Linked DNA regions of Sus scrofa: regions 1, 2, 4, 5 and 6 are each linked to region 3. The links are chromatin contacts, called in public HiChIP or PLAC-seq and promoter capture Hi-C maps. All regions are on one chromosome and are shown on one strand. Each heading gives the region's core, a stretch centred on a gene start, on an enhancer-like site or on the middle of the called end of the contact. The rest is flanking DNA. Distances are from core to core; before and after follow the strand shown. Region 1 holds the start of SFN (stratifin). Region 2 holds the start of NUDC (nuclear distribution C, dynein complex regulator). Region 3 holds the start of HMGN2 (high mobility group nucleosomal binding domain 2). Region 4 holds the start of GPN2 (GPN-loop GTPase 2). Region 5 holds the start of ZDHHC18 (palmitoyltransferase ZDHHC18). Region 6 holds the start of PIGV (GPI mannosyltransferase 2).

What was found. Promoter capture Hi-C pulls out the DNA fragments that hold promoters and counts their contacts. HiChIP or PLAC-seq counts read pairs in DNA pulled down with a chosen protein or histone mark.
Region 1: a promoter capture Hi-C map of fetal skeletal muscle shows a contact between it and region 3, with 6 times the contacts expected there. The contact joins the promoter of SFN here to the promoter of HMGN2 in region 3. A contact is called at or near these places in 2 of 5 promoter capture datasets (fetal liver and fetal skeletal muscle) and 1 of 2 datasets of contacts at active chromatin or transcription factors (alveolar macrophages).
Region 2: a contact with region 3 is called in an H3K27ac HiChIP or PLAC-seq map of alveolar macrophages. The contact joins the promoter of NUDC here to the promoter of HMGN2 in region 3. A contact is called at or near these places in 2 of 2 datasets of contacts at active chromatin or transcription factors (alveolar macrophages and skeletal muscle).
Region 4: a promoter capture Hi-C map of fetal liver shows a contact between it and region 3, with 2.7 times the contacts expected there. The contact joins the promoter of GPN2 here to the promoter of HMGN2 in region 3. A contact is called at or near these places in 2 of 5 promoter capture datasets (fetal liver and liver) and 1 of 2 datasets of contacts at active chromatin or transcription factors (alveolar macrophages).
Region 5: an H3K27ac HiChIP or PLAC-seq map of alveolar macrophages shows a contact between it and region 3. The contact joins the promoter of ZDHHC18 here to the promoter of HMGN2 in region 3. A contact is called at or near these places in 1 of 47 Hi-C or Micro-C datasets (epiblast stem cells) and 1 of 2 datasets of contacts at active chromatin or transcription factors (alveolar macrophages).
Region 6: an H3K27ac HiChIP or PLAC-seq map of alveolar macrophages shows a contact between it and region 3. The contact joins the promoter of PIGV here to the promoter of HMGN2 in region 3. A contact is called at or near these places in 1 of 5 promoter capture datasets (fetal skeletal muscle) and 2 of 2 datasets of contacts at active chromatin or transcription factors (alveolar macrophages and skeletal muscle).

What each region holds. Positions count from the first base shown.
Region 1 is chr6:84,187,187-84,190,018 of Sscrofa11.1, forward strand. It overlaps SFN (stratifin), which reads left to right and starts at 1,335. Exons shown (of 1, transcript NM_001044564.1): 1 at 1,335-2,638. The coding sequence starts at 1,373. The coding sequence ends at 2,119.
Region 2 is chr6:84,237,273-84,239,972 of Sscrofa11.1, forward strand. NUDC (nuclear distribution C, dynein complex regulator) reads left to right here and starts at 1,423. Exons shown (of 9, transcript NM_001243803.1): 1 at 1,423-1,611. The coding sequence starts at 1,531.
Region 3 is chr6:83,855,792-83,858,491 of Sscrofa11.1, forward strand. It overlaps HMGN2 (high mobility group nucleosomal binding domain 2), which reads left to right and starts at 1,323. Exons shown (of 7, transcript NM_001244114.1): 1 at 1,323-1,334; 2 at 2,502-2,599. The coding sequence starts at 2,585.
Region 4 is chr6:84,208,361-84,211,060 of Sscrofa11.1, forward strand. It overlaps GPN2 (GPN-loop GTPase 2), which reads right to left and starts at 1,369. Exons shown (of 5, transcript XM_003127718.4): 1 at 699-1,369; 2 at 2-158. The coding sequence starts at 1,109. It overlaps GPATCH3 (GPN-loop GTPase 2), which reads right to left. Exons shown (of 11, transcript XM_003127719.5): 7 at 548-2,265; 8 at 2-158. The coding sequence ends at 2,049.
Region 5 is chr6:84,152,443-84,155,142 of Sscrofa11.1, forward strand. It overlaps ZDHHC18 (palmitoyltransferase ZDHHC18), which reads left to right and starts at 1,412. Exons shown (of 9, transcript XM_013988799.2): 1 at 1,412-1,830. The coding sequence starts at 1,505.
Region 6 is chr6:84,128,584-84,131,283 of Sscrofa11.1, forward strand. It overlaps PIGV (GPI mannosyltransferase 2), which reads left to right and starts at 1,328. Exons shown (of 4, transcript XM_003356221.4): 1 at 1,328-1,430.

The DNA.
Region 1 (2,832 bases), core at 85-2,584, 330 kb after region 3:
AGAGGTGGGGCCATGGTCAAAGGGAAGGGGCAGGGAAACTTCTGAGAGAGAGGCTGGGGAAGGGAGCACTCAGAGGGGACAGCTGCCCCCTAAAACAAAATGGCATGTGTCATGGCTGCCTCCTTTTTCTCAGTTCCCCCCGCAGCCGCACTGGGCTGAGCACCCAGGCGGCCTTCTTCCTAGCCTCTGACAAAGGGCAGGCTGATTCAGGCAGGAAAGTGGGACAGCTAGTGAGCTGGGTCCCCACCCTCTGTGAGCCCCACTGATACATGATGGCAGGCGGCTTGCGGGGCGGGGGGGGTGGTGGCAGGTAACCTGGCGTGGAGAGCCAGAGGGTAAGTCCTCACACAAGTGGCAACAGGCCACCAACTTGAAAGGGAAAATTGTGCTGTGATGGGGAAGGTATCCAAAAAACCTACTGGGTGACTAATTACAAAGGCTGGGCTGGAGCGTCAGAGGCTGCTCGTTAAACACCTCATTAAGTGGCACCCTGAAAGCTGCCACCTGTGCATTCTGGGAGCTCAGAAGGGATGGGACCTGAGGGGGAGAGAGGAGTTGGGGGGTGGGGTGTAAGCATTTCAGGTAGACTCCAGAAGAAGCCTACATCTCCCTTCTAAATACAGTCTGGAGCTCACAAGTCAGAAGCCTGAATGGGAGAGAAGTCCAACTTAGTAACTGTGTGACCTTGAGCAAATCTCATCCCTCTCTGAGCCTCAGTATTCCCCTCTCTACAGTGGGAGTAGTAGCCACAGCCCTGCCCATCTCACCAAGATAGCAGGGATTAAGTTAGACCATGGGTATGAGGTGCTTGGGAAACTATAGCCCTACCTAGACAATGAGTTATTTCACCTAAACCAGTGGAGGAACCACTCCTGGCCAGATTAGGCACCCCCTTCTCCTGCACCTGGCTTTATGGGCTCTGCCTAGGTCCATAGTGGCCAGGTAGCTGAAGCCATCCTGAGCCCCAGGAAGGATGCAGTGAAGAGGGATCTGATTTGAGAAACTGGGGCAGCTCCCTAACGTGTGCACCCATATAATGGAAGCCCTGACCCAGAGGCGGCAGCCTGGAGCCTGGAAAGGTATCGGTGCAGGTGGAGCCAACGCCCAAATTTCTCCTGCTGACAGTCAGGATGACTCACCCCCCCACATCCCAGCCCTTTTACCTTTAAGGAAGAGGCGGAAAGGGTGTGGGGGGAGGGGGGAGAGGAGAGGGAGGCAAGTCCTGGGCCCGCCCTCTGCCCCTCCCCACCCTTCTCCGGGCCTGGCCTTCCAGCCAAAAGGCAGGCAGGCAGCCGGAGAGGCGCAGAATCCGGCCTTGGTCCCGAGGCAGCCAGTTAGCTCTCCACCTGCCCATCTGTCTGTCCCCAGAGCCATGGAGAGAGCCAGTGTGATCCAGAAGGCCAAGTTGGCCGAGCAGGCTGAACGCTATGAGGACATGGCAGCCTTCATGAAGAGCGCCGTGGAAAAGGGTGAGGAGCTGTCTTGCGAAGAGCGCAACCTGCTCTCAGTGGCCTACAAGAATGTGGTGGGTGGTCAGCGGGCTGCGTGGAGGGTCCTGTCCAGTATTGAGCAGAAGAGCAATGAGGAAGGCTCGGAAGAGAAGGGCCCTGAGGTGCGAGAATATCGGGAGAAGGTGGAGAAGGAGCTCCGGGGTGTGTGTGACACGGTGCTTGGCTTGCTGAACACCCATCTCATCAAGGAGGCCGGTGACGCGGAGAGTCGGGTCTTCTACCTGAAAATGAAGGGTGACTACTACCGTTACCTGGCCGAGGTGGCCACGGGGGACGACAAGAAGCGCATCATCGACTCAGCCCGCTCCGCCTACCAGGAGGCCATGGACATCAGCAAGAAAGAGATGCCACCCACCAACCCCATCCGCCTGGGCCTGGCCCTGAACTTTTCTGTCTTCCACTATGAGATCGCCAACAGCCCAGAGGAGGCCATCTCCCTGGCCAAGACCACCTTCGACGAGGCCATGGCTGACCTGCACACTCTCAGCGAGGACTCCTACAAAGACAGCACCCTCATCATGCAGCTGCTGCGGGACAACCTGACGCTGTGGACCGCCGACAACGCCGGGGAAGAGGGGGGCGAGGCGCCTGAGGAGCCCCAGAGCTGAGCCGCACCCGCCGCCCTCCCTGCCCTGCCCTGCCTGCTCCAGTCCCCCACTCTTGGCAGAGAGGACTTGTATGGGGTGGGAAGCCCAACCCTTCTCCCCAGATGCCCTGCCCCAGCTCAAAAAGGCTCCACGGAGAGGAACCAGCAGAGCTGAGGCCACCTGGAGCCGGAGGATTCCAAGCTTCCTGCAGCTGTCAGGTGCTCCGACCACTGGTCGTCCCACCCTGACCCGCTCTCTGCACCCCGCCCAGACCCCTCCCCTGAGCCCAGCCACTTCCTCCTGATTCCCCGCTCCTGCCCCCCTGCCTCTGGATCTTAGGAATTGAGGAGTGTCCCACCCTTGTGGCTGAGAGCTGAACTGTGTGGCAGAGACTGTAGATGAGAGAGAGCGAGAGCGAGAGAGCGCGCGCGAGCGCTAGAGTGTGTGTGCGCGCCTGCGCAGCCAACAAGACCGAGGATGAGAGGGAAATCATGTCTGCTGGGTGTGACCATGTTTCCTCTCAATAAAGTTCCCCTGTGACACTCCTCCTGACTTTTCCACTTATTGCGGAGGGACGGATCAGGAATAGGTGCATGATTTACAGAGACCCTGAGCTCCCACAGGGCTGGCTCAGTGACCTGTAGGCAAGACTGGAAGCCAGTGACTCCAGGAGAGAGGCTGAGGCTCCAGCTCTCACCATCAACAAGCTGGTCTGATCTCGGAGGGTGGAGGGG
Region 2 (2,700 bases), core at 173-2,672, 380 kb after region 3:
ATAACAGAAGACTAGGGAAAAAATTGTTTCTAGAAGGAAGAAGAGGTCAACTGTGTCAAATGCAGCTGAGAAGCTGAGCACTGTAATAGTGCTTTACTGGTTTTGGCAATAAGTAGGTCATTGTATCCTTGGTCAGAGTCTTAAGTAAAGACCAGAGTAAATCGAGGAGAGACGGAAGGTGAGGAAGTGGAGAAACAAGTATAGCAAATTTTTTTCAAGTTTTGCTGTCAAAGAGATTTTAAAATTGGGATAGGAGTTCCCATCGAAGCTCAGTGCTTAACGAATCTGACTAGGAACCATGAGGTTGCGGGTTCGATCCCTGGCCTTGCTCAGTGGGTTAAGGATCCGGTGTTGCAGTGAGCTGTGGCGTGGGTCGCAGATGCAGCTTGGATCTTGCGATGCTGTAGCTCTGGCGTAGGACGGTGGCTATAGCTCTGATTGGACTCCATGTGCCGCAGGAACGGCTCAAGAAAAGGCAAAAAGACAAAAAATAAAATAAAATAAAAAATAAAAAAATAAAATTGGAATGGTAGGAGGAGAAAAGTTTGTGTGGGGGGGTCATAGAAGAATAAAAAAAGAAGTGGCATTAAAGTATATTTGTAAGTTAAAAGGGATGATCCAGAAGAAAGAAAATTGTGATGCAGATTCATTGAGTAGGGAAAAAAAAAAATTCTGATGCAGGAGAATTAGGAAAGGATAGTAAGAGTAGAATCCCTGAAAAGACTAAGATGATGAAATTCAATACAAAAGTAGAGGGTTTGGCCTTAGATGGCTGGGGTCTGTCCCGCACAAAAGTGAAGTTCGAATTTAGCACTCATTACATAATTTGCATGAAACTGCGCAAAATGACAATGCGGGGTTGGGGGTGGGGCTCTTGTTAAAAAATATTAAGAGTCTCAGGACTGCAGCAGAAGAGCATTAACCCCAGCACCAAGGGACTTTCTAAGTCCGGGTCCCCTGCGACTGCACAATTTGTATGGAGTATGTGATGACAACAGGGGTAGGCTGTCTTTTGGGGCAAGTTCCCTTCTCCTTTCTGGGCCTCAGTTGGCCGATGGAAAACTTGGAAGAGATGATTAAGAACGCTTTACCGTTCTACAAGCTCAGCGGTCACTCTCAAGGCGTAAATTCAAAGTTTGTGCTTTTTCAACTTTCAGGCCCGCGTGATTTGAGCCCAGGGTTTTCTGGAAGGCTCCAAAAGGTTCCTGGTGACCATAGCAACTCACACCAAACTCAGAGGCCTTCGACTCCGCCCACCGCTCACGGACGCGCTCTTTGATTGGCTCAGCAAGTCGACCAATGGTCAGTGAAGCGGGCTGCTTGCCGCACGGTCAATGGCCGCTGGCCACAAGGGAGGCGGGAGGAGAGAGCAGGCGGGCGGGCCAAGGCAGCGGGGCGCGTGCGTGTTTCCGTCTCCGCTGCGGAAGGCGGAGGACTGAAACCGTTGCACCGGACGCGACCCGAAGGCGCCGAGAGCGCGGGACGCGAGAGCAGAGCTCAGATTTCGGAGCGTGGCTAGCAGCTGGCAAGATGGGTGGAGACCAGGAGGAGGATCGTTTCGACGGCATGTTGTTGGCGATGGCGCAGCAGCACGAGGGAGGCGTGCAGGAGGTAACGACCCGCTCGGCATTGGCTTGGCCTGGCCCACCCAGGCGGCCCAGCCACTCTCTTTCCTCCCTTCGCTGCCTTCGAGAGACGAGATCCACCCCTGGGCCTTGCGGGCTTTAGGATCCCGCATTCTCATTGCACCCCAGCTTCTAGTCTGGCCTCCCCGCCGCAAGTCTTGCGCTCGGACCAGTTCTGGATCCCTGGGGCCCCTCAGTAGTTACCATCTTAACAGCTCTGGCATCCCTTTATCTGCCCCTGGGAAGGCCCGAGTCTTGGAATCCCTTCCCCCTCTTTAGTCTCCAACCTGCTTCCGGCCCTTTTCCCCTCTGGTGGCCGCCCCCAAAGAACATCCTTTAGGATGTTCTAGGCATTGAGATTTGCATGTACCAAGACTTGGGGCGAGCGGAAGAATGTATGCGATGTGTGGGGGTGGGGGGGGTGATATTAACACGTGGTCTTTCTAGATCTTGAATGAGAGAATAGGAGGCGTGTTTTGCATTTCCTAACAACTTGGACTGTTTCATGTCTCCAAGCTTCAGTTTCTTTCTTTGAGACAGAGCTACGAATCCTTACTTCCTGAATTTGTAGGAGAGTAGTGTCTTGAAGTGAAGGACAGTGAAGAATTCTCGGTAATCAGACTCGAACATTCAACAAGTGTTTGTTGAGTAATTGATGTGTGCAAGAACATAATTCATGCTTAGTGACCAAACCCAATAACATGTGTAGGAAAAGGATAAGGACCAACTAGTAAAGATTCTGGAGTTGGTTTTTTGGACGATGGAAAGTTAAACGTAGCAAAACCTATCAAGATTAGTCTTTCTTTAAAGAAACTGAAGGAGCTTGCCCAAGCTCATCCAACAGGCTCCTGGCTTAGAGGGGACCAGAATCCTTAGGCCAGTGTGTGCTTTCCACAGTCCATTGTTGATTCTGTGTCTCATTGGAGCCTTCCATTCCCATTCTCATTCAGGTCCCTGTGGGAAGAGTGCTACTAATTTGCAGATGTGAAAGTCTCCCTTCTCCTACCCCCCTAAATTGTTGTTGCACCTGGATTTGGAAGTGAGTTCATTTTTGAGTGAATTGAAAAAGTGTCCA
Region 3 (2,700 bases), core at 73-2,572:
CTAACCCAGCACAGGCCTCCTTCCCTGGAACACGTCAAGACCAAGAGCACAGAAACAAGCACTTCTCCCAACTGACTGCCTCCTGCCCTCTGCATCTCAACTCTGCTTCCCACCTCCTTACTCTTTGAGGCTTCTGTCCGTGTTTGACCTGGGCCCCTAAGTAGGCCCATGAGACAATATATTTTCAGCATGGCAGTCTCAGCTTGTGAGGCCAAGGCTGCCCAGCAGGGAGAAGAGGGCCAAGTGAAAGGCTGTGTCCTTTCCCTTACCTCTCCCTCCCAGGCCTCACTGAGGAGCTGCTGAGAGGATTAGTGCCTTTGAAGAGCTGTCGGCCTGAGCAACTCTATGCTTCAGGTGCCCCAGAGCAGCAAGCACCAGCTGGTAATACCACCCAAGAGCTACTCTGTTTAGTCTTCACATTTTACTCTCTGCAAACCGATTCCCCAGCACCCCCCTCTAGGGGTGAGGTGGGGCCTTGCAAGCAGTACTAAGAGCAGACTCTTTAAAACCCCTAACTTGACTATACTCCAGTCTGCTCCTCCCCTTCCTATGCCTGGATACCTGGCACAAGAGACTCCTTGGCCATCATCCCTGCTCCCAGAATCAAGCATAATGCCAGACACTGCGATTGAGAAGCCAATCAATGTACCCTTTGGCAAGTCCCCCACACACACCTGGCACTCCCCACTACCAATCCCTGGCACAGGGTTCCCAGAGAGCAGGTGCTGTACATTTTCCAGTTTTACAATGGGGCTGTTGACAGCCTTAATTAGGGAGGCATGAATTATGTGGCTGTTATGCAGAGCCCTACAATTAAGGCGGGAAAGAGGGGCTGGAGGCAGCAAACGGAATCTGCCCTGTGAGCATGATTGTTGAGTCCTGTCTCCTTTCTGGGTCTGACTTTCTCCAGTGTAGATTGGGGTACAGCAGAAGTGATTAATCAGGCTGGTATCTCTTTGGCCTGAGGTCCTGTGTTCTGGGAAAGGTACACAGTGGGGTGTGGTGAGGAGGGGCTGCCTCAGGAGGCACTGAAGGGGTGGGGAGGAGAAGAGGCTGAGGACCACTGCTGTACAGGCACAGCGACTGCAAATAGTTGACATGAACTCCTTGTGGGTGCTTTCTACTGGTGTGATTTGTACAAACCAGCTCAACTCTTGCCTCAAGAAACTAGGTGGGACCTATTTAAATGTCCTCCCACCTGTGAGCCAAGCCCCAACTTGAGGATATTTATCGTATTGTATTCTCTTGGGTGTCAAACAGAATTTTAAAAATTCTTAGATGTAAAACTTGTTTGCGAACAGTACAAGAGTAGACTGTGTTTTGCTGCAGCAATTGTCTACCTCCCTCAAGGTGCACTTGGCTACTTCCAAGATCCCTAGCTTTGGGGGCGGAGGAGGGGGAGCCACTGGAAAAGCCCTTTTGCCATCTCAACACCTGTTCCTCTACTTGTTTCCTAATCCCCCGGACGCGTTCCTCCACTGTCCTTTTCCTCGCGCAAGTGAAAGGAAGCCAGTCTGCCAGTGTGGAAGGAGGGATTTCGCCAGCTGCGTTTGCAGCGCCCAGGCTTGGTGACCGCGTCGGGTGGGGGCAGCTGAGCTTGATGTCTCCGAAGCGGGAGGAGCTTAGGGGGAGGGGAGTGCTAGTAAGCCTTCTTGGCGGCCACTCTCCGTCATTCTGTGGCGGGGTTCTGAGATGTGGGAATACAAGGACCTAAGGGAGGCACTCGACAAGCTTTGGGGGGCTTCGTTGATACTTGGGGAGGCAGCTGAGCAACGGGTGCTGAAAGGACAGCTCCTACCTGCCCCACTGCACCCGAAATGTACCTCTGCTTGTAAAGTGCCCCCCTCGAACCCCTACCCACCTCGAGTGGACCGCTTTCCAGGTGAGGTGCATGAAAAGCTTCCTCCGAGTGGAGGTTTGGAAGGATGCACGTCCAGCTGCGCCAAGCTGGCTTCTCCACTCTTTTCCCACTTCGGCGTCAGCCTTGGCCCTGGGAACTGCAACCAGTGCCTCGAAGCCGCGCGCTTCTTCCCGCCTCCGGCAAAGGACATTGCGGCCAGGCTGAGCAAACCTTTCTTCTGGGGCCCCCAGCGGGAACAGGAAGGAAAGCGGCTGAGATGCGCCCTAAGTGTCGCACGGCTTGGAGAAGTGGATAGCTCGGTTGCATAAGGTGGAAGGAACTTGGTAGTTTGCAAAAGCCAGCTCTTGGCGGGAGCCGAAACCCACAGCCCGCCGACTCGCAGCCCCCTCTCAACTATAGCCTTCGATGTGCGCCTCCCCCACTGCGCCCCCACCCCTAGGCGCGCCGCCGTCTCGCGCGCCCTCCCCCCCATACCCCCCTCCTCACTCCCTCCAGAGGAGGTGAGTTTAAACCCCGCCCACGTGACCCCAGCTGGGCCAATGAGCGGCGGCGGGAGGTGAAATCCGGTTCTAACCGGTCCGGGGCTCCCAGCGCTATAAAAACTTTATAAACCCCCCGGAGCCCGAGCAGTGTGAAGAAGAGGCGAGAGCGACCCCTGGACCGACCAAAGCTCGCGCGCCACTGCATCCCCGTGTCCAGCGCCTACGTCCCGCCGCCGTCACCATGCCCAAGAGAAAGGTACGTGGCGCGAGGGCCCCAGGCTCTGGGCCGCCGCCGTGATCACCAATGCTGCCGCCGCCGCTTCCTCGGCTTTGGGGCGCGAGAATCGGCGCCGAGCT
Region 4 (2,700 bases), core at 119-2,618, 350 kb after region 3:
CCCAGCTTCCCATAGTGTTCAATGAGGTCCATCTTGGAGAGGAGGTTGACATGGGGGAGCTCCACATGCAGCATGGTGGCTAGGGAGGTACACAGTACTGAAATGAACTTGGCAGGGTCTGTGCAATAGTGAGAATCCACCAGGTGGACAGCAGTCAGCTGGGAGGGAAGGAAGAGACAGGGTGAGAGTGGCCTGGGGAGGCAAGGAACATTAGGGCCTATGTCTCCCCATCAGACCGGGGACTTCTGAGGACAAAGGGCAAATCTTCCCATTAGTCTCCTCCTGCTTCTGTTCATTCTAATAGAGTCATCTCCTTATCCCAGGAAATATGGGGCATTTCTTTCCTGCAGGCAACTGGTACAATTCCCACTGCATCTGACTCTATTCTTTAACTTTCTTTTGCCCACCAAATCACAACCACCATGCCACTTTCCACATAACCCTTTCCATACTTCCAATAATTCTAAGTTGGGTACTAACACATTCATTATACAGATGAGAAAACTGAGGTTCAGAGAATGAAACTGACTTTCCCAGGACCACACACCGAGTCAGTGGTAGAGCCAGAATTCGAATTCACACTTGTTTTACTTCAGAGCAATTCTACCCCATACTTAGCTATGGGACATGGGGGCGTGGCATCTGTCCTCTCCGTCTCAGTTCCTCCATCCGCAAAATGGGCCAGATCCCAGACGCACCCTGAGGTCCCACTGCGTCATCTGGGAGAAGATGCTGCGCAGGGCTCCGTGGTGCGTGCAGAGCTCCACTTGACCAGGGCAGTCAAAGAGGAAGTAGTGGCCGCGAAGGGGGTCGAGTTTCGCGCGCAGCCAGTCCAGGTTGGCCTCTAGGTACTCCATGCAGTACAGCAGACCGCCGTTGGGCCCCAGCTGCAGCTCGTCCATAACGTCGCTCAGGCCCACCAGCTCGCCCACATCTACGGCGCACTCATATGGCAGCCCCTCGTTGGCCGGGTCCAGGTTCACCACCGCCACGCGCCGGCCCAGCGCTCGCAGAAACTCACTCATGCCCAGGCAGTACGTGGTCTTCCCCGAGCCCGGCGGGCCGATCACCGCTTGCCCAAAGGCCGTGGTCTGAGCGGCCCCTGCCATGGGCGGCACACGGCTCAGACAAGTGAGAGGAAGTGCGTAGCAGACAAGTTCAGAGAGGAAGCAAGGGGGGAGCCGCACCGCAGACAAGAGCCGAGGGCAATGGGTTCCCCTAACTGCACTTGGCTGGGGACTGGCAGCGATACCCGGAAGCCGCCTAAGGAGAGAGAGCTGGAAAAGGCGCGCTGTAAGGGGACCAAATGGCCAGGCACTGACCAGACCAGCACCCGACTTCCGTACAACGCCGGAAACAGCGAGGGCCGGAGAGGAAGTCCCGCCTTTACAGTGACGACATAGCTTGGCGCCGAGGGGCGTGGCGGCGCCGAAGCATGAGGCGTAAGCAGGTCCAGGAAGAACTTTTCAGGGTTTTCCCCCACCTTCCGCCAAGCCCAAGTTAGAAGAGGAGAAATTCGGTAATACACTCCTTTATTCTCCCATTAGGTCTCAGACTCGGGATAACTGCCTTAGACTCTCCGCTGCCCGGTCCCAGCCAGTTAAGGGGAGAGGCGAAGGAGGGCCGGCCCCCAAACCGTCTCTTCAGAGCGCAAATCTTCTCCTCTTCCATGTCCCTTTTCCCCTCCTTCTGGGCTTCGTGGCGACCTCCCTACCCCTCCCCACGGGAAGTTGTGCTGGTAATCTCAGGCAGTTTGGCTTTTCATCGTACTGGGGGAAGCAACAGGAGCAAGCCCAAACAGACCAGGGTTAGGCGGCCACCAGGGAGAGGTCATTAAGCCGTTTCATCAAAAGGGAGGATTGGGGACTTTTTGTCAAAATGCCCCTGAGGTAGACAGCCAGGAGGCAAGTTCTAAAAAAGCATCCTGAACAGGCTAGGGCAGATTGCTGCTCCCAGAGTTCTTTTTGCTTTGGCATTAGATAAGACCGTATAGAGGGCTGCCACTGTGCAATTATGAGTGATCCTGATTAAGGAAGCCCCTGGACCTGTCACTCAGGCTCTGAAGGGCTGTCCAAGGCACAGCTGGAACCTCTCACAAAAGCCATGTCTGTACGAAACTTCATACTGGTGGGTGGCTGGCGGCGGAGCAGCGACTCCCCCTGGTCCTGGGGCAGGGGCTCATCATAGATGGTGGAGATCAGCCCCAAGCCAGTTCCACGGGGTCTCTTCAGTTGCCCAAATGGCTGCAGCTTCTCTCCATGGTACCTGGATTAAAAAGGGCTCTCAGTGAGAGGGCAGCTCTCTTACCTCAGTAAAGGGGTTGGAAAGGACAGGAAATAGCTACGCGTATATAGTCTGTCCCAAAGACAAAGCATTTAAATCTAAATCTTTGCTCTCCAGCCCCCTTATCCATCTATAGATAGCACCAAAAACTAGCGGCCTCACCGCTTTCATTTTAAACAGTAGACAAAATTGAGAACAACTGTCACCACTCTGCATCCCTAACAGCAATCATCCAGGCTACACTGCTCAGACTTGGGGGAATGACTCCTGCAGGAAGTTAATGATCCTATCAAGCCTGAGATCTTGGTCTTGAAAAAAACAGTGCCAGTCCTACTTTTTTTCTTTCTAATTCTGCTTTGAAAGTCATTCCCTAGGGAGTCTCTAGCACCTAAGCCAAAACCAGAGGGCAGGGGGAAC
Region 5 (2,700 bases), core at 162-2,661, 300 kb after region 3:
GAGCAAGGCCAGGGATTGAACATGCAACCTCATGGTTCCTAGTCGGATTCGTTAACCACTGAGCCACAACGGGAACTCCCAACAATGAGCGATCCTTGAGGTCACTGTTACTGCCTTTCTACCCCTCCACATCCCGTATTCCAACTTCCTCTCTTATTCTCTCCTATTCCAGTCTCCAACTCTCTCTGCCTATACGTTTCTTTAGGTTTTCTAGTAACCCCAGTGTGGCGGACAGACCCTAAGGTGAGCCTCAGTGATTCCTGCCTCCCGGTATTCACTCATTCGTGTGATCCTCTCCTCTTAAGCTCAAGTGGGGCTTGTGACTTGCTTCTAACCTGTAGAATATGGTGAGAACGCTGGGCTGTCACTCCCGTTACATAGGTAAGTTAGGTTATATAAAATTGGGTGTTAGCAGACTGGAGCTAGAGCCTCTCCTCGTGGGCTTGGCGAAGTAACTGGCCATACTGGCAAAAACCGCAGGGCAAGGAACTGTGTGACCTCAAGGAACCGCAAGTGGCCGCTGGGACCTCAGAGAGGCCTCTAGCTGACAGCCAGCAAAAATCCCAGCCCTCAGTCAGAAGTCACAAGGAAATAGTTTTCTGCCAACAAAACCTGAGCGGGTTTGCAGGTGTTCTCTTCTCCAGCTGGGTCTCCAGAGGGGCATGAGCCTTGCTGACACCTTGACTGCAGCCTTCTGAGACTGAGGAAAGGACTCAGCTAAGCTGTGCTGCAGCTTCTGACCTGGAAACTGTGAGATACAAAACCTGGTGTTTTAAACCACTAAATTTGTGGTACTTTGTTACCCACCAATAGAAAACTAATACACTCGGAATTCTTGAAGAACCACTTGGGCCCTGTGGTATCAACCCTGCATTAGGTGATAGGAAAGCTGGACCGCAGAGCTGGGCGAGGGAGGACAGAGGACGTGCCGTACTTCCTCCTTTGGCACGTTGAACTTCAAGACCGTAGTGAACAAGCCGCTCGCTTTCAAAGCGGATTGTGTCCCCTTCTGCCCCCCTGCCTGCCTCTCAAATGCCTGTCCAGCAAGTCATCAGAGATGGGTAAAGCCTGACCCTGGAAATACAGATGCCCAGAAGTAGATCACGAAATCCACCTCTTGAATCTCGGCGCTTGGCACGGTGCCTGGCACACAGGGGACGCCCGACAAAGGGTTTAATCGCAAAAGAAGAGAAAGAGTCCCGAACGCGCCTCTGCTGCGCCATCCTTGTGCAGCAGGCATCGGGCGGCAGGGTATTGGCCAGGGCCCTGGGTCAGGACCGGGCCGCTGGCCCGTGCGCCATCCCGGCCCCGGGCGGAGGGGGCGCTGCGGCGGGAGGCCGCGCGGGGCGGGGCAGGGCGGCCGTGGGGCCGCCCCCTGCGAGCGAGCGCCGCGCGCGCCGCCGCCGCCGCCGCCGCCGCCGCCACCGCCTCCTCTGCTCGGCCCCGGTCCCGGTGCGGCCCGGCCGGCCCGCGGGGCGCGGAGCCGAGGTCCGCGGCTGGCCGCATGAAGGACTGTGAGTACCAGCAGATCAGCCCCGGGGCCGCTCCGCCGCCCGCCTCCCCCGGGGCGCGGCGCCCCGGCCCCGCCGCGCCCCCCGGCCCGGGCCCCGGGCCCCCGCCGCCCGCCGCCGCCGCGCCGCGCTGGAGCGGCAGTGGCAGCGGCAGTGGCAGCGGCAGCATCGGCCGCCGCCCGCGGCGCAAGTGGGAGGTGTTCCCGGGCCGCAACCGCTTCTACTGCGGCGGCCGCCTCATGCTCGCCGGCCACGGCGGCGTCTTCGCCCTCACGCTGCTGCTCATCCTCACCACCACCGTCCTCTTCTTCGTCTTCGAGTGAGTTTGGCGGCGCCCCGCGTCCCCGCCCCCTGAGGCGCCCCATTCCCTCCGGTCCCCTTTGACCCCTGGGGCGCACCCCCCTTGCTCAGGCCTCTCTGGGCGCTCCAGCCCCTTTGGTCCCCTGCTGGGCTCTCCCACCTCCCGGGGCACTCTGCCCTTCCCAGCACCTGCCAGGCTCCTCCCGGGCCGCATCCTCCCTGTGCTTCTCAGAATCTGCCCTCAGGCCTCTCCAATCTCCTTATCTTCTGTCTGTCCTTCCGGGTCCCCTCCAGCCCTCCCAGACTGGTCATCCTCCCATGCTAGTTTGGATCGCCATCTAAGCTGGTCCTCCGGCCCCTCCCTAGCACCCCCATCCTTCCCTGGCACTCTGCCTTTGCTGGCCTCTGCCAGGAACATGGCCCTCCCATGTGCCTCGAGGCCCCCATCCTCTCTGCCCTCTCAGAGCCTGCACCAGGCCCCCCAGCTCCTTGGATGGATCCCCTCTCCTCACCTATCCCCTTGCCTGCCTTCTAGTTTCTTTCGGACCCCGTGGGGCATCTTTTCTTTATATCCCTTCCAGACAGTTTTTGAATTTCTTCCTTATCCTTTGGCCATATTCTCCCCTTTGAAATTTCAAGGCCATCTTCCAGGATCCCTCCAAGGTCCCTCTAGGTCCCCTCTCCACTCTCAGCACTGCCCCCCCACCCCTGTTTTCCCCTTGGCCATTCTCTCTCTAGGCCCTCAAACATCTTTGGGCCACTCAGGCCTCCCCTTTCCTCTCCAGCACCTTCCTTATTTTTTGTTCCAGAGCTTCCTGTCCTTACCCCTGCCTCCCCCAGTCCCCCCAGACATCTCCCAGGCCCCTGCCCCCCACCTCCTGACTCCTGG
Region 6 (2,700 bases), core at 78-2,577, 270 kb after region 3:
GGGAACCTTAAGAATGCATGTCTTTCTCACAAAGGAAGGATAGTTCATTTCTCAATTTTGTTTCTGCAAACAGAGTGCTGCTTGGAGCCTCATAGACTTCTAGAGATTCAAGCCACAACCTTAGGCCCCAGTCAGCAGTGTGCCCCACAGCTTTGCTGATTCACTCACATGCCTCTGGAGCTTTTGAGAACAAGGTATGTCACCATAAAACCTGGGAGAAGAGTCTTTTAAACTCCATTTTACCCCTTCTCCTCCAACACACCAGGATGAAAATGTGATTTATCCACCTTAAACGCAACAAAACCTGAGGAAGTTTAGGTCTCAGGACCTAAAATGAGCAATAAAGAATCAAAAGATCCAGTCTCTGGCCCCCCAGAACTGCTGTGGGCTAGTTGTCATTGCTTGGAGAGATAGCAAACAGTTCTTTTGTTCCCACCCTATTAGCTGCTGCGGAAGATAAACCCCTCCCTCAGCCAGGGCTGTGGCCAGAAGCTAACACAGACCCTAGCTTCGTTTGGAGGGCAGATAACTGAAACCACAGAGGGCTTTGGAATCCTGAGAAATGAGAAATCCACCAACGGAGAAGGATTTATTATCTATTTCCTTTAAGGAGGGTGCAAAGTTGTTCTAACAGTTTCCGTTACAGGGGCACCAACTGGCCGCTCCTCCCTAACAGACAGTTTTGTTGAGTTAGCTGCTTCTTCTTTTTTTTTTTTCTTTTTTGGCCCCGCTTCCTACGAGAGAAACTGCTTGAAGGAGTCCCGGGGCGGTGTGGGGGGGTCCTCTAAAGTTTCCTTCACCATCCTCATTAGTCACCTGAGCTGGGGCTGAGGACCGAAGCAGGACAGGTCTTTAGTAGCTGGAGGAGGGGAAAGCCAGGGGGAACCCCCACTTTCTTCACAACCAGGACGCACGGTGCCGCTGCTGGCCACAGAAACCCCAAAAGGCTTCTTTTTCTATTCAAAGAAGAACAGCTATTGCTCCAGGCCCTGTGCTGACCTGTTGTTGCCGAACAGCAGGGAAAGTGCGGCTCGGGCTTCTGCGAAGAGGCCGCAGGGCAGCCCCCAACTCCGAGAGCCTCGGCCCACAGGGCAACTCAGTTGGTGTTTGCGGGGCGGAACTGGGCCAAGAGCATCGACTCTAAGCCAGCAGCCCCGACGGGCTAAATGAAGGCGGGGGAAGGGGCTTGAGGAGTTGGAATTCCTCAGGTGTCACCAAGGCAGGAAGGTGCCAATGCGGGGGTGGGGTGGGGGTGGGGTTGGCGCGGAACCGCGAGATCCTTCGTCCCCGCCCCACTCGCCCGGAGTCAACATGGCCGCCGCGGAGGGGGGCGGGGCAGCTCAGAATCCCGGCAGGAGCGGGGCGGGGCCGCCATCGGCGGAGCCAGTGCGCAGGCGCGACCGCTCGGGGCCCCGGATGGACGAGCTAAGGTTCGGGCCCCGCCTGGGAGGTTGAGAGCAGCGGGTGCCGGGGACCCGGCGCCAGCTTGGGAGCCTAGGAGTTCCAGGGGGAGGGAAGTTGTCAAACGGAGGCCGAGGGAAATGAGGCGGAGGCCGCGAGAAGCGAGGAGCCCCGCCCCTCCGCCATAGCGGCCTCCCAGTGCCGCCTCTTCCTTTACAGCCTGCAGCCCGCCCCTGCCTTCCGGCCCTAGGCCGGACCGGGCCCCACCGGTTCCCTCGGGAGTTAACCGCTGAGCCGTGTCCCCTTTGTGGAGAGGAGATGCCCAGTCCCTGGTTGGGACTACGTCCGAAAAGGAGAACGCGAGAACGGGCTTCGGACCCGGCTGGGCTTGGGAAAGATGGCCTCTGCCTCGCGGCAGCTAGCAAAACCTCTGGTCCTGAGGACCTTGGGTCAGAGCGACCTCCCTACCCCACAGAGGATGTTAATCTTATCCAGAGAAACTAGGGCTCCAATTCCACAGGTTTTCCTATCGGCCCAGATTGGGCCCTCCCTGCCTTGAGTACAAACAGCAAGAGCTTGCGCTGTCAGACAAGTACTGGGCTTGGAGACCCGGCTTGTAATCCAGTTTCTGGAAGACTGCAACCCTTTTGGCAGGAGTGAGGGCTGGTAGACTATGAGGTTTCAGAAGGGAAAAAAAGGAAAAGAAAAGACATTCTCTTTAAATATTGCTTTGGCTGTGCCACCTGACCCCAGCGAGCCTCAGTTTCCACATCCATAAAATGGCGATTGTAATTACACAGGCCTCATGGGGTGTAATGAGATCTCTGGTGGAAAAACTCTGGAGATTTTATTACCCTGGGCATATTTATCTCACAGGAAAACAGGGTAAAACTGGTTGCTCTCTAAGTGCCCTGCCAGTTCAGAATCTGTGATTTCGTTAGAGGGGTTGTTGGGAAGTGAGGCCCTCAATGAGCAGAGAGGGAGCTCACTGGTTTTATTTTCACTCGGTTTACCTGTAAGTTAAGGGTAGGCTGCACGTCTTCTGTTGTCGCTGGGTCTAGAGCTTGACTCTAGAGAGAGGAAAGGAAGAATGGAAGCCTGGTGAAGAGGCAGAGGTGGGTTACGTGCTCTTCTGTTCCCAACTCCTCTGCATGTGGGTGGGAAGTGAAAGAAGGGAAAAAGTGAATAAACGCTAGGATAGGCAACCAGCGGACGTGTGAGGCTGGCTGTGCCTGTTCCCGCGAATCCTTTCGATTCAGCGAGTCAGATATTGGAACTGTTGGGTAGATTCACAAACTA